2 separate regions of the Sus scrofa genome follow, and region 1 is linked to region 2. Evidence: chromatin contacts called from public Hi-C data. All regions are on one chromosome and are shown on one strand. Each heading gives the region's core, a stretch centred on a gene start, on an enhancer-like site or on the middle of the called end of the contact. The rest is flanking DNA. Distances are from core to core; before and after follow the strand shown.

Region 1 (5,495 bases), core at 63-2,562, 61 kb after region 2:
CTGAGACTGGCACAAATCAAAATATTCATCAACTTAAACTATGTCAGCTAAAATGGAAAAGCCAAAATTGTAGTGTTTTATATCATGTCAGAAGTCCATGAACACGGTGCAAAACCACTTAACTCTTTCCCTGCCTAAAGAAAATTGTGGCATGTGATAGAAGGTATCTAGATTTTTTTTTTCAAAATTACACCTATCATGCAAATGACTTTTATGTATCCCTCTTTAGTATCCATTGCTTTGGGGGAGCTTATTTGTTCAATTAACTCTTCTCCATTCCCACTCATTGATTCATTTGATCCTTTAATAGATACTTTTGAATGCCTTTACTGTGCAGGACACTGTGTGTGCCTTTGTGGGGAGAAGAAACTAAGTTCTTGCCCAGTTGCTTGTCCCATTAGAAGAGAAATGAATCCATAAATAGCTATGAAATGAAATAAGCAGTCTGGTAAGTACTACATGATAGGTAAAGATAAGCTGCCAAGATAGTTTCATAAAGGTGAAAACACAAGACATCTAAAGGGTTATCTGTTCAACCTCCTCTTTTTCAAGATTTTCTCTTTCCGTTCTTCCATTGTTGGTGGGCACTGGTCAGTCTTTTTGTGAAGGGATTCTGTCCTTCCCTGCAAGCACACTCTCAGCTATAGTTGTGTGATCATTAACCATGATGATTGATCAATTCCATTGGAAATCAAATATTAGGAGTTCCCTGGTGGCTCAGTGGGTTAAGGATCCAGCGTTGCCACACTGTGGTGTGGGTTTGATCCCTGGACTGGGAATTTCTGTATGCCATGGGCACAGCCATAAAATAAACAAATACATAAGAATTCAGATATTAGAGCAAAAAGATTTTAGTCTTAGCATGGTACCAGGAAGAGTTCAAATTGTGGCCCTGTCTACAGAGGGGCCAGAGAAAGCCATGGAGTAAATATACTCAATACAAAAAGAGAAAGCATGGTTCTGATGGAAATTCAGGTCTTTGGTGCCTTTGTGAGGCATAATTACATTTCTGTCTCAGTCTTCATCCCACTCTTTCTCCCAGCACCTGCATTTCATTTTCAGGGAGCGGGTGGGCAAGAATGAGTGGATTTCTATTACTTACATCCCAAAGACCCTCTCTACTGCAGAAGTCTTTGTAAGAAAGGAGAAAGACAGTTTGTCGTTCAACAAAGAATGAGAAAGAGAATAGGAATCTTAGCGTAGCAGTATAATGTTTTTATGCGTTAACAAATGTGTTTTTCCCCGTGATTTCCTGTTACCCTTGACCCTCCCCCACCAGGGCAGCTAGACCATGAGTCATTACTTGCCTCAAGGGAGGGTTGTCACAGCAGAACCAGAGAACAAAAGAGACAAATTCTTGGCTTTCAATTTTAAAAAGCTGAGCTTCAAGCTTCAGACAAAAAAGATTTGGAAGAATACTTGATCAACTTGAGCCAATTTTTTCCTGCCCACGTAAAATAAAAATTCCCCTGGCTGGGAGACAGGAGGCTATTCTGAAGAAGGCAAGAAGGTTAGATGCTGGTAAGTCCCTCAAAGGGACTCTTGCCCTCTCTTCTTGCCCCCTCCACAGGCTGAACCCTGGCTTGAGTGTGGGTTTTTCAGGCTCTGAAAACAGGGAAATCAGTACCTTATTTCCAGGTTGGAAGCCACAAAATGGCAAACTTCTGAAAAAATCCCTTCTACCCAGCATTGAGCTAGAGAAATCTAGTCTGGCACATCTAGAACAAAAGTGTATGGGTTGCCTCAGAGAGTTTTCCATGGTCCTAGTGTGGCAAATGTGGTGTGAGCCTAATATATTATTTTTTGGTCCTGAGAGAGGTATAGAAATGGCTAAGAGGGAGCCAGATATGGAAGAATCCCATAGACTGGTCCATGAGATGTTGAAGATGTAATCCACATTAACTGAAAACAAGGGACAAGTGGTACCATATACAACTTAGAGGATGCCAGCTGGACAGATAACAACCAAGAACCTGACCCTGAGACATGTAAAAGCAATTCTTGGAAAGTAGTTCAGTTTCCCTTTGGGTAGCAATCTGAGCTTGACCCACAATTCTCTACATTGAATACTTCCTCAAATGAAGGCTAAGTTTCAGGATGGTTTATGGTTTATTTGCACAGCCGTAAATAACTGATATATGTAACCTGAATGGCAGACTTGGTTTCTCTTCTTGAACAGCATGTTGCACTAGCAACAGGACTTAAGGGAAGAAGGTTAAGGTAATTTTCCTCATATGAGGATTATGACAGCACGGGCAAAAAGGCTTCAGGAACTTATTTCTCAGGTTGTGCAATAGAGCATGATGTCAGGTCCTCTTCATGCAGCAGCACCAGTCTCCCAATTCTCACACCTGCTCTCTGATGCTTGAAATTCCTTTAGCTGGGGGTTAAGATTTCCACTGCACTAATTAAAATACAAATTACTTTAAAATATTCCATTACATTAAAATGCAGACATCCTTGACAAAAATAACCTATTGACTTAAAGTTTCCCCAGAATGTAGGTAATTACTGTCTTGGTCTGTTTGAACTGCTGTAACAGAATATTTCAGGACATTCGGTCCTATCTAAAATGCCCATAAGGGTTTTTGCCCATGCCAAAAGGTCTTTGATACTTGGTCCTACGCAAAACCAATTGGCATAGACCATATGTGCTCATAGAAGTTTTGGACAGGACCAAATGTCTGCTAATGTAACAGAATAGTGTAGACTGGGTGATTTAGAAATAGCAAATTTATTTCTCAAATTCTGGAGGCTGGGAAGTCCAAGATTAAGGTGTTGGCTGAGTCAGGGTCTGGCAAAGATGACTAGATATCTTCTGTGTCCCCACATGGTGGAAGGGGTGAGGGAGTTTTCTGGGGTCTCTTATAAGGGCACAAATACTGTCATGAGGGCTCTAACTTCATGGCCTAACCATCTCCCAAAGGCTCCATCTCCCAATAAACCATCACATTGGGGGGTTAGGTTTTGACATGAACTTGGGAGGGACACAAGCATTCAGTATACAGCAACTGTCTTCAGATTTCTCAGGAACAGATTTTGAGAGAGCACTGCTCACAGAAATGGGACCTAGGCTGTACAAGATAAATGATTGTTTGCCCAGAATTTTGTCTAGGGTACAGCCTGGGATAAAATACACTGGTAAAATTAAGGTCCACAAAATAATCTTGTCCTTTGACTTTGTTTCAAAAGATTTTTAGCTATCTTCTGTGGTGATAAAGAATCATAGAAACATGGAGAGACATCTCGCAGTAAGGTATCTACCTATATGATACTTGGGCCATGGCTATTAGTAGTTTCTGAGGGAAATGCACTTGGGATAAATGAGCCAAGATACTAAATTATCTGTTATAATTCCAGCAGATAGTAGTTCCATATAGATGGCTATGGACTTTCAAGTCTGTTTGTGTCTTAACTGCTTGGTTTTTGCTTGGCTAAGAAAATGAGAAATGGACAATCCTGTAGGACATTAAAATGAGTGAAGGCTCTGGTATAAATACAGAGCTGGGTACAACTAACAGCCAGATGTACTGTACAAACGACAGTATTACCCAGCAACTGAAATAATAGCTCATGGAATGACCCTTCTAACTCCCATTATTCATTTCCTTCTCTTTCTCCTTCTCCCTCTAAGTGTGTGATACTATACACTGCAAGGTTCTTATTTCACTCCTCATATGAACCTTTGGCCTAGTGACTTCTCCCTTGAGAGATGCTATAATCACTGAGAAATGTGCTCCCTGTCACGTCTTATTGCTTAATTATGGCTCTATTTTAGGTGCTTAGAATCAATTTGGCTTGAAAAGACCTCTTACATATGCTCCTTGAACAGGCATCCATGTTATCTTTGAATTCATACCAGTCGGTTCCATTTCCATCTTGTTCTGGCTTGGGCAGTAATTATTGCCCATTGGTTCAGCAACGCCTTGAATTACTGTAATGAGCCATTATATTTATGTTCTTCTCCATGTAAGATACCATCAACCCTTTGTCAGAAAGACGTGAGTTTAAAGTTCATTTTTCCAATACTTAATTTTTTCTCTCACTGATAGATCCCAGTGGGCCCCCTATTTTAAATTACGACATGCAAAGACCTCCCCCTTTCCAATTCACTGTTCTGGTGACTACGCTTTTTTAACTCAAAATCCAAACATGTTGTTTTTTGTTTTTTTAGTTGTGTATGTGTTGCTCCTCAGAGCTAAAAGCAAACTGAGAAATGGTACATCCTAAATACATTCAGAGATTGCAGAACGCCTGGATAGAATATTTAAAATTAGGAATGGTCTAAAAATTTGAGATTTCTAGAGGATGCCTCCCTGATCATTTATTTTGCTTCCCATTAACAAGATATTATGTTCTGTTATCAGTGCTTGTTTTATGAATGGAATTTTCTCTCTCTTTTTTTTTTTTTTTTGCTTTTTTAGGGCCACACCCACGGCATATGGAGATACCCAGGCTAGGGGTCCAATCGGAGCTGCCAGTCTACACCACAGCCACAGCAACGCAGGATCAGAGCCTCGTCTGTAATCTATATCACAAGTCACAGCAACGCCAGATCCTTAACCCACTGAACGAAGCCAGGGATCAAACCCACAACCTCATGGTTCCTAGTTGGATTTGTTTCCGCTGCGCCATGACGGGAACTCCTGAATGGAAATCTTAAACCTTCAAGTACACTAAGTTTCTGAAGGACAAATGGCCCAGGTTGTATCCACTTATATAGCTCTGCATTTATGTAGTTACATATAGCTGTTTGATCAACTGCATGAGGAGACAATGTATTTTCGACAGTTGTTTGAGATTAGGAGCAGGCAAAAGTGGCCTGATATTAAGGTACAGGAGAACAGTATCCTGCTTCATCCTCTAGAGAGTAGTACAGGTCAGACCTGGGTAGATCTGTGTTGAGAAGGGATATGATTACCTTGGTCCAGGGTGGCCCCAGGTCTTGCCTTGCACACTGAGTTATATCTATCAGGGCCTTTTAAAATGCTGACTTAGCTCCTTAGAAATACAAAACCCCAAACATCATTTATAAAGGTCACTGGGAATGGCCTGGGTCAGAATAACTTGAGTTTGTTTTGTGCCAGTGCCCTGGAAAAGGAAGTTGCTGAATACTTTGATAAAGCTCCTTGAGAGTACTACGTTGCTAAAACCAAACAAAGAATGAGAGAAGTTTATGGATGAATTTTTACTCTATAATTCAAATGTCAATCCAGCAATGAAATATGTTCTATAGGAATTCCAATCAGAGATTTTTATCATCTAACTTAGAAACCAGCTGTGCTCTCTGTGAGCACAAAGATTTACCACCCGCAATTGCTATAATCCAGAATTATGTAAAAGTGAAAAACTTGAGGAAAAAACTATTTTAAATGCAATGAGAACCATGTTTTAGAAAATGTTGCTCCTCTACAACCTATAAAAATGACTCTAATTTAAAGAAAGAAATAGGGGCTCAAAGTATAAGAAATCAAATTTAGGAATTTGAGTTTATG
Region 2 (5,317 bases), core at 1,909-4,408:
CTGCTTCTGTGCCTAGCTATTACCCTGGACTTAAGGACACCAGGTCTTCATTTCCCAGAGTTGACCAGTTTTTTGCTAGTGACAGCCTAGATCAGACTCCCTATTACCCTCTGCCTTTGTGGTAGTAGGGTGGACTGGCCCAGTTTGTGTTTGGCTAAAAAACACTGAGGGGAGTCCAGGCCTGGACCAAGGATGCAAGGTGAAGGCAGGCGGCCTTCTGGAGACATGGGCTCTCCCTGCTGCCTGTTTTAATGCTGCAGCCCTCCCAGCACTTTGCACAGGCCTTGCTTCCAGCTGTTTCTACGTCCAGTTTGCTTTGTTCTCTGTTTTCTGAGAATCTGACTTTGGCACTGTTTTTTGAAAATCATAGAATGCCAGCAGGCCCCCTGGTTCCACAAGTTCCAAGTTTTAAGACAAATCAGTCAGCAACTAATGGCATGGAAAGCAATCAGCCTTATTTTAAAACTTTCAGCCAAGTTCTGACTCTTGCAACATTGAGGAGGAAATATCCAACCCCAGGTCACCTGGGATGAGCCAGGTGACAGGTCTGTTACAGACGCTGGGACTTATGGATACACCTGGAGTCGCATTTTTAAGGCAAGGCTAATAACGCAAAAAGGAGATTTGCTTGAGGGACCGCGATATCAATCAGAGAGGGTGCGGAAAGGAGACTGTGGAAGGACTTTTCTAGAAATCTTGGGAACAATAGAGAGAGGTCCTCCAATGTGACACCTTTCTAGGCATTGGAGCCCCACACTTCCCTGGCGCATCTCTGCTGTGAGGAATCATGCCTGGCAGGAGCTCGGGTTTCACCCCAAAGGGCTTTGCCTCTCCAGAGTCTTCCCGAGTCATTCAGGCCGTTTATTCCACCGGGGGTCTCAAGCCCTTATGTAGGTGGCAGCAACAGCCGCCGGGACAGACAGCAGCTCCGGCGGGTCCAGCGCCGCCCCTCCCGCACTCCCAGTTTTCCGGCCCGCGCGCTGTGCGCAACACGAGCCTCACGGTTGCAGCTCCCTTTAGGCGGTGCCCTTCGCCACTCTGTCCGTCTGCCCTCGAACCCGCTTATGCCATCCGGAAGAAGCCCTCCAGACCGGACTGAGCATCTTTAAGCCGCTGCCTTCCTAAACAGGACTGGCTCCCTGAGTTTGCACTGCTCTGGGACCCTTTTCCAGCCCAGCCCCATCGTCCCACAAGCTGGAAGATTTGGCAGCCTCGCTCCTCTGGGACTGAGGGGCAGCGTAGTCCGCTTCGGCGCGAGTCTGCGGCGGGCAGAGTCCCTGACCTCAAATGCAGAGCCTCGGAGCTTTCCTCCGGCGTTCTCCCTGGCTACCTCCTCCGCGGAGCCCTCCTTTTCTCATCTTTTTTCCTCCGTCTGTGACCGCCCTTCCTCTGGCTACTGCCACCAATCTCTCCTTGTTTCTGACTTTCTCCCCCTGGCCCAAGGCGGGCTCCAGCCGCTCAGCCCGGACCCCCGCCCTCGGTCGGGACACGCACGCCCCTCACTCACTGTCCTGTTGCGGGGTGTCGCTGCCGCTGGTGAGTCCCGGCGACTCCAGGAGGCTCCGGCCCGCTTCGCCCACGCTCTCGTCCGCCTGCGCCGCCACCATGTCCCCGGCTTCCTCCAGGTCTAGCAGGTGACTGACCGAGAAGTTCTTTTTCGCCTGCAGGGTGTCGAGGTTGCCCGGGCTGTCCAAGCGGCCGCCCAGCGCCGGTTGCCGCTCCAGAACGTGCCCGTAGCTGGAGGTCATGGTCTCCCCCTCCGATCCCACCCACCCCCCTCTTCCCGCTCGAATCAACACCAAACGCTGTGGGCGCGAGGGGGGAGAGGAGCCGAGTGGGGAAGTGGGGGAGGGAATGGAGAGAGAGAGAGGGAGAGAGAGAAAGGAGGGGAAGAACAAAAAAAGTGGAAAGAGGGCGGGGGACCCCCTTCTGTAGAGCAGAGCGTTGTGCACCGGCAGCCTCCGACAGCTTCGGTTGCTTTCCCGAGGCCAAGTCCGGCGCGGTCCAAAGAGATAATCCACACCAAAAAATAAAATTAAAAGTCACCCTATGTTCAAGTCAGGAGAAGAAGAAGAAAAAAAATCCCCTTCAGCTCTCCAAAAGCGTTCACACGCACACGCTAAAAATAATAATAAGGGGAAGAGAGGAAAGGGGAGGCCAGCAGGGCGGGGGAGTTAGGCAAACAGAAGAAGAGAGAAGAAGGGGTGGGAGAGAAGAATCAAAGTGTGTGTGTGTGTGTGTGTGTGTGTGTGTGTGTTTTAGGTTAAAAAAGTTATTCCCAGGCAAGAGTTCAAGCACCAACAGAAGAAGGCTTGTTCCAGCTTTAAAACATCTTCAAGAAAATGTGTTCCCCCTCTCTGCACTCCTGTGGATTCTCAGGAGTGACTAAAGTTTCAGGAGGAGAGGGTGATGTCTTGCAGATGTATTGGAGAGCAGGATTCTCACTTTACTTTTCCTAAGGAGGGGGGAAAAAAAGGCTCCAAGAGTCCGAAGGAGGGTGGTGGTGGTGGGTTTCCCTGTTCCCTTCTCTCTCTCCCCCTCTTCTTGCTGAGCTCCTTTTTCCTTCTCAGTTGGATCAAGAAGCTCTCTGGCACTTCAAAAGGCACAAACTGGCATGCAGAGGAGGCTTTGTAGGGAATACAAGAAAATTGGAGACCCCTGGGAGGGCAGATCTCGACTTAATAGGAGCCTGTAATTACGTGGCAAAGCCTTTGTGCGGTGCCTGACGTTTTACAGACCCCCTTTCTCCATCACAATCTCCTTCTTCCTCCTTTCCCTCAGACCAGAAAACAGTCTGATTAAGAAAACCCCCTTTGCCAACTTCTGAGCAAGAGAGAAAGAGAGAGGGAGAGAGAGAGAGAGGGAGGAGGGGAAGAAAAGGGAGGGAAGAGAAAGCAAGAGCCCCTTTGGATTTTTAAAGTAAAGGTCTAATTATCATTCCCCTGCAATAGTATCACGGGAGAAAGGACAAACTGAAACCCACAGTCACTTCAAACAGGCTGATTATTTTGCTTAGGCATTAACTCCTCCAGATTTGTTTAAGATCCTGTTGGAAAATTTCATTTGCATGTTTTGATAACAGCTGCGGGGAAACTTGTTGGAAAAAATCCACAACTATCTCAATCAAATTTTCCTCTCCCTCTGAGTTTTTTTCTTTTTAATGTTTCCTGCTGTTCTAACAATTTTGAGTGGTGGTGGGCTGGGTGGGTCTGCGAACGAGGGAGAGAGATATTAAAGCTACATTTGGTTCTGTAGAGACAGCCTATTAAATAATGTAGTAAAACGACAGGGTTGATCATAATGGAAGGCTCTCCCACGCTTCTTCCACGGACTAAAGAGATCTAGAAGTCGCTGCATTGATTCGAGTCTCTCTGCGCTGCTAGGAATCAACGGTACAGGGCAGTAGGAAATTTACATATTTATTTAGCTGGGAGAAAGGACTCTAGGAGTTTGTCATAATTGCTCCCCTTCCCCCCCACCCTGGCCAATTTCGTAACCTCTTCAGTACGGCCAAGGTCGCTTCCCCAGGCTACGACGACGCTAAGCCGAGAAGGTCGCGCTGCCCAGATGCGGAGGAAGCAGGGGCACTCCTAGAGCCAGCTGCGGGCAGACGTTCCCGTGGCGGCTCAGGGTCCGATTCGGGTGCCACGGGGGTGGGGACGGGGAAGAGGGGCGGACGAATCCCCATCTAACTCTAGAGATAGTGCTTTGTCGTCTGTCTGCTGAGCCCTAACTTGATAGAGGACAGAGAGGTGCTGAGCGATTTTTTCATGACCGGGTGGAATTTGGTAACAGCTTTAATAGTCTCATTAGAAATGAGTTACTATATGACGAGTAAGTAAAATATTCAGTGCTTATTTGTGGCGTTTTATGTTCTTTAAACACACACACACAGTCCCTCACTCCCTTGATTACTTTTTTTTTTTCTTTCTTCCTATAGTCTAGGGGCTCGGCTCGACTGAGAGAAAGAGTGTGTGTAAATGGTTTCTGGGCTCCAAACGGCCATAGTTAGCCCAGAACTTCCAGCCCTGATCTAGGAAAAGAACATTTGATGCCATCAAAGGGCTGCAGATTGAAACCAGATGTGCTAGCCTCGGTTCTTTCCATGCATTTAATTAAGGAGCCAGGACGGAGGAGACTTTTTCATCATTAGTCCACCCACTCCCCCCTCCTCTTTCAATCCCTTCACCCTCCCCGCGGCCCGCTCGCACCCCCTGACCGGGAGCCCAGAGGCCCCCACCCCCAGCCAGCCCCGCGAGGTGCGCCAAGCCCATCGCTCCTTCTACCCAGCGGTCGTGGCTCTAAGCAGTAAACATCTGTCCCGTCTAGGCCGTGGGGAGCTGCGCGGCCGGGCTAGCGGGATGCTGGTGGGAGACAGACGCGCGCCAGAGTGGGCTCGCACCCGAGTGGCAGCTTTGGAGGAGGGTGCCTTGCGAGGACATTTCCAACACCGTTTCTTCTGAGAGCCTAAGCCTACACGTGTCAGTGCCACCACCGGCTGTGAAAGACTGGGCTTAATTGCACAGAGGCTTTCACCAGCGTCCTGCAGCATGAGCTTGGGTGCAAGGGCTGAGGAGGCTTCTCTCCAGGTTCCTCGAGGCACTGCTAGGTTAGTGGAATTCCGCAGGGGAATCAGCCTCCTCGAATCTTCCCAGAAATGGAGCAGGCCTTAGCCTCTCACTCCTTCTCCACCCTCATTTACACAGTTGTACCTTAGGTTTCTTTTTGTCCTTGCCACTGACGAAACTGCTCTTAGTAACAATGGTTTGGATAAGGGACCAAGGGCTTCTGACTCCCCCAGGGACTTGCCTCTTCCCCTGAAGACTCATTAATCTCCGTCATTTGAGGAGAAGTCGCCTTTTGGAGGAAGTTGCCTTGTCCGGAGTGTGCCATTGGCCTGTTGGAGAGGTGGCCACAGGGAAAATACAGGCAGTTGGAAACCTGATCAAATGTCTCCATTTGTGTTCTGCAGTGTTTTCCAGAGGGATCAGGCTCTCCCTTAACATCAGCCCCTTGTCATATGCCCAATAATATCAACCAGCCCTACCAATACCAACTAAGATGCTAACGGTTTCAAGTATTGAATCATACATTTGCTTAACATTTGTTAACCAAATGCATACATATATATGTATGTGTGTGTATACTTTTGTGTGTATATATACTTTTATGCATAATATTTTCCCAAAATAGCTTCCAGAATGAGAACTCAAATACCAGCCAACTGTGTGGGGATGGTCCAGCTTCCACAGCACTCACTGCCACTGTGCTAGAGTCCTGAGGTTCAGAAGTTCCTCTCCACTCCAGAAATCAGGGT

What was found. Hi-C and Micro-C count contacts between places; a contact is called where the count stands out from the background.
Region 1: a Hi-C map of embryonic fibroblasts shows a contact between it and region 2, with 2.6 times the contacts expected there. The contact joins the enhancer-like site here to the promoter of PRRX1 in region 2. A contact is called at or near these places in 7 of 47 Hi-C or Micro-C datasets (embryonic fibroblasts, epiblast stem cells, heart right ventricle and 2 more) and 1 of 2 datasets of contacts at active chromatin or transcription factors (skeletal muscle).

Annotation. Positions count from the first base shown.
Region 1 is chr4:80,561,974-80,567,468 of Sscrofa11.1, forward strand. No RefSeq gene overlaps it. Among named protein-coding and RNA genes, the nearest start is that of GORAB, 26 kb to the right of the region's middle. Within about 2 kb of position 1,313, at least 10 of the 83 cell types and tissues checked have an H3K27ac peak or open chromatin away from gene starts, as enhancers often do. A contact at or near this core is called in embryonic fibroblasts, where this site is marked.
Region 2 is chr4:80,499,531-80,504,847 of Sscrofa11.1, forward strand. It overlaps PRRX1 (paired mesoderm homeobox protein 1), which reads right to left and starts at 3,159. Exons shown (of 4, transcript XM_021090642.1): 1 at 1,508-3,159. The coding sequence starts at 1,748.